2 separate regions of the Gossypium arboreum genome follow, and region 2 is linked to region 1. Evidence: chromatin contacts called from public Hi-C data. All regions are on one chromosome and are shown on one strand. The core of a region is the stretch at or near the end of the contact, and the rest is flanking DNA. Distances in the headings are between cores, read along the strand shown.

Evidence for each region. A called contact is a pair of places that touch in the nucleus more often than the background predicts.
Region 2: a Hi-C map of leaf shows a contact between it and region 1, with 4 times the contacts expected there. The contact joins the promoter of LOC108467770 here to the promoter of LOC108469331 in region 1. A contact is called at or near these places in 2 of 5 Hi-C or Micro-C datasets (both in leaf).

What each region holds. Positions count from the first base shown.
Region 1 is chr8:71,977,666-71,980,224 of ASM2569848v2, forward strand. It overlaps LOC108469331 (transcription factor LAF1-like), which reads left to right and starts at 1,290. Exons shown (of 3, transcript XM_017770220.2): 1 at 1,290-1,555; 2 at 1,904-2,033; 3 at 2,132-2,559. The coding sequence starts at 1,420.
Region 2 is chr8:72,159,814-72,162,372 of ASM2569848v2, forward strand. It overlaps LOC108467770 (transmembrane ascorbate ferrireductase 1), which reads right to left and starts at 1,281. Exons shown (of 4, transcript XM_017768530.2): 1 at 1,009-1,281; 2 at 1-2. The coding sequence starts at 1,152.

The sequences.
Region 1 (2,559 bases), core at 40-2,539:
ACCTAGGGTGTTTGGTATGAATTCATTAGAGGTGATCATGGGCCGGGTCGGGTTCGGGATGGGTCCAAGCAAAAAATTATGCCAGTTTGTTAGGTCTGGGTTCGGTCTAACCCAAAAAATAGGCCTAAAATTTGTCCAAACCCAACCCGAATAAAAATGCTAAAATCCAGGCCGACTCGACTGTCCATATTAATTTTTTATATTATATTAGTTTTACATAATTTTTAAAATATATATAATACATCAAAATACTAAAAATATTAAAATATTAAAAATTGAAAATAAATTTTAAAAATATGTATACTTAAATAATACTAAGATAGACTTAACTTAACAAGAAAATGTCTCTAAAATAATAATAAAATTAACAATAAAACAAGTGTTATACAATATCTAAATAATAACAACAAAATGTAGCAACATAATAGTGAAATGATAGCAAAATAAGGAGAAAACAATAAGAAAATATCATTAAAATAAAAAAAAACAGCTTTTTTTTTCATTTAGTGAATTCGGGCCGGGCTGGGCTCGGGCAAAAAATGTCTTACCCGTGACCTGACCCGTTTTTAAAACAAGTCTTATTTTTTTGTCCATGCCCATTTTTCGAGCCTATATTTTTGCCCAAACCCTCCCATTTTTCGGGCGGGCCTTCGGATCAGGTGTCCTGGCCCATGGGCAGGTCTAGAATTCATAAGGAAAACAATATTTTGTTTTGAATTATGTTACACTATAGTAATAATCACCCAATTATGGAAGGTTACAAAATGATGATTTAATTATTAGTAAATTTTTATTGGTTATTAAAATATGAAAAGTTATAAAATGGACACTTAACTATTTAATTTTATCTTTTTGTCACCCAACTATATTAAAACTTTTAGGTGTTTTCATTTTTACATTAGTAATTTTAAATTGAATAATTAAATGATAATTTTGTAATCGAAAATCTATAATTTGGTGTTGCCCTTTAAATTATTATTATAAATATATCCCACAGGACAACCAGATTTTTTGGAAATAATTCCATTTATGAATTATGATAATTTTTCTTTACTTATTTTATACAAATAAAAATAATTCCAGTTTGACATAGTAATATATAAAGATTAAATTAATCATTTTAATTAAGGACAAAATGAATTATTCAAATTTGGTTTTACATTTATCAGTAGAGATTATTGAAGTAATAGAAAAACACATATGCATTTGTAGCTAGTTTTACCAGCTCAGACTTAAAGTGGTCCAAACAATACATACATAGCTTCTATTTATTTATTTTCCTTAATTAAAGACCTTGTAGTTGTAGGTTAGGTATGAGAAAGTCAAATAAGATGGTATTTATTGCTTTTGCAGCTTCCCATACCGACTGCCCTTAACCTTCTTCCCTGCCTTTCTCTCTTCTTTGTAATAATTCAAGAAATGGGTTGCAAGCCATCTGATAAGCCAAAAGCTAAGCATAGGAAGGGGTTATGGTCACCTGAAGAAGACCTAAAGCTCAAAAACTATGTCCTCAAACATGGCCATCTTTGCTGGAGCTCTGTTCCCATCAATGCAGGTCTGTTTTCTTGTATTCGTATTAACTTCCCTGCAATATTTGTGCAGCTCATGCTTATCACCACCACTATTAATTTGACTTGTTAGAAGCATTCCTTAGCAAATGAATCTGAACCTAAGATGGTACACTTATTTATTTTATGTGTCATGGTCATGGGATTAATCTTTTTCTACTTTGGTTTGGCTGTCAGTGTCAGTCCAAAATATTCAAGAAATTTCTTTAGTTAAAGACAGCGACTGTTTCTTTCATCGTACACTGTCCCTGTAAAGTGGAAGTGAGAGAGAGTGATGATGAGTGAAATGACGAAAATAGGGTATGAATTAATATGATAGATGCATGGATATCCAGGATTGCAGAGGAATGGGAAGAGCTGCAGACTAAGGTGGATTAATTACTTGAGGCCTGGATTAAAACGAGGGATGTTTACTCCCCAAGAGGACGACGTTATCCTCTCCCTTCATCATTTGTTAGGCAACAAGTACGTACACTTGTCATTAATTGTGAAGAATTATTATATATATATATCCTCAGTTTTACAAGGAACTAATGAAGATGTCTGATCTTTTTATTGAATAGATGGTCCCGAATTGCACAAAGTTTGCCTGGAAGAACAGATAATGAGATTAAGAACTACTGGCATTCTTATCTGAAGAAAAGGATCGCAAAAGTTGAAAATTTGGAAGCTCAACACACATCTTCAACCTCAGAATCTAGTGTGCTGCCTCAAAACCTTACGGACCAATCGGCAAGCTTTGTTACTGATCAAGCTGTTCCAATGCATTTTGACTTGCCCCAACGAAGCCCACTGCCGAAGCTTTTATTCGCAGAGTGGCTATCGCTTGATAAAGAAGGTGGAAGTAAGCCAGCAGCTTACTCTGATGGATATAATCAAGCTTCAGCTTCCAGCTTCGAGGATCCTTTCATGAATGGTTTTGTATTCAATGAGGGAGGATTTGGCACTGATCTTCAGGATCTGCTAAACGATGCATCAGTAAACCAATTGT
Region 2 (2,559 bases), core at 31-2,530, 180 kb after region 1:
AGCTGCAGTAAAATTGTAAATGGCAGTAAGCAATTTAGCAATTTAGAATTAGATGTCAAACTTCATGCAGCATTCAGCATGAAAGAGACATTATTAATCCAGACAAAAAGAATGAGATAAAACTTTGGAATGCAGTAATTATGATTTAAAACCACAATTATTCCATTAATATACAATTTGTTTTTCTTTCTTGGACACTACAAATGAGAGTGATTGCTTCGATCAGTCAAGAAAATGGATAACTAGTTGTGACAACGAAATTTGGGGTTCAATTAGTTAGTTAAATCCAAAGAAAGTTAATGGACACCATCTCCAACATATAGTAAGAAATATGTATATTGTTAGGTACAAGTATGCTTCCTATGTTTCATATTTGAATATTTTATTGATCACCGATATCAGAAACAAATACTCTATAAAATAATTCAGTTAGCATGAATAGGTTCAAGTCCCTCATTCTCCTTCCTCCTAGAAACCTTAACCATGTTAGACAAGTTTTTGATACGGAAAATGGCAGAAGGAACAGGGGATAAAAATACTAACAAGGATGGGAGAAAACAATGTAGATGCTTGACCATATAATATATTATAATGAAGGGTAAGTAGGTAGGTTACTATATTCCATGGTACATGGCTAACTACCGCCACCATATGAAGGTTGACCAGCCACCATCAAATTCTAATAATTAAGGGGCACCCAAACCCAAAACTATAGCAAGGGGGAAAAAAGGGATAATCGAACATGAAATTGTAATAAAATTCAAGGAATCAAACAACAGCGGAACCCCCAAAAGAAGTCTTCTTCATCATTAGTTTAGTGCCTGAGTTTAAGATTATACGAATAATTTGGTGATGGAAGATTTTAACACCATCCAATTTCAACCAAAAGGAACTGTTATGTGATAATAATCGGAGGGGAGAAACAGAAACCAAACAAAGTTGCAGTTGAAGCCATGAAAAGGAAACAAGATTTTGAGGAATCCCAAGAGCAGAAAGGAAAACACTTACATTAAAGATGAGATTTTTGTTAGAAGATTCCCAAGCTAATCCACCCCTGAAGTGAATGCACCAAACCAATACCATAACAGCGCCGGCAATCGCGAGGGCATGAGGCACAAAGGACAAGTGCAAGGCCTTAACTCCTATCGCCATGTTCGCTCTATTCTTTCCAGCAAAATACTGCAGAGCAGAAGAAGTAAAGACTTTCTTATCATAATTGTTCCGAGATTTTTGAACCGTTGGATGGAGATCTTTGTTGCATCCTGATTTATGCGACGTGGATATCAAGATTTTTGAATTCTACATTTTTGTTACAGTTTAGTCTCTCTCCCCGCGGATGCCGTCGCGCCACGTGCTTCATTTCAGTCTCCATAGGATACCAACCTACTTTTGTCCTTTTTTAATATGGTACAAATAAGGGATTATCCATTTGAAAAAAAACAAAAAATTATCCAAATCCCCAACATCTATCCCACTTATTATTATTAATTAAATTTGTATTTTCTATTTAAAAATTTTATTTTAAACTATTAATATATACCATTACGAGGAATTCCTATATTTTCATGCCTTTATATAAAAATTAATAATAATAATAATAATAAAATAACTTTAAACTGTGAACTCAAAATATAAAATATCTTAGACTTTTATTGAATTAAAATATTGGAATATTTTTTACTCACTTTGTGTTCTATATTTCTATATATAGTATTATTTAAGTGTATAATTAAATTAATGTCTGTTACAAATCAATTCGATATTAATTTAATTAAAAAAATTACAATATAGATTGTATTCACTAATATGAAAACTTTTTTGACGTGATACAAAAGAAAATAATATTAAATAATTTGAGTTGCATTCTTTTATTATTAATCTAATACATTTATCTATTTAATTTCTTTTTACTTTAAATTTAGTTCATATTGAGAAGCAAACAAACAAACAAAAGGAGTAGTCCCATTGAGAGGTGAAGTCATGCATGATATCACCAAAATGAAGCAAATTGCAATACCAAACCAATCAGAGAAGTTTAAATGGCAATAACAGATTTAGGTCACTGGAGGATTTTGTCAACCTTTCTCAGTTACAATATTACTGGATAAAGCCCATTTCTTCCACTTCCTTCAAATATGATCTCACATTCCTAACCCTTTTCTTTGTTTAAAAAACATTTGTTTATTGAATTTTCTTGCCCCGAGAAAAAGGAGGATTAAAATAAATAAACCAATATCTGCTCCCCACTCAGAAGCTGTAGAGAGTTCCCAAAAGCTAGAAAATGCTTCCATGCTGAAATAAGCTCTAGACGGCACTTACCACAACAATAAAGGCAAATTTTAAAATTTTATGTATTTTTACTTATTCTAGAAAGTTTTTTTTTTTTAACAACTATTGCTATGATTTTCTTTAGGATAGGTTTAAAGTCTCATATCTTAAAAAGTAATTTCCTTTTTTTTTACTTTGAAGAAGAAATAAAGTGGATATATTTATTTGGTAAATATAATTTTATAATTCTATAAAATTTTTATATATTTCTTGAATTTTAGATTGTTTATA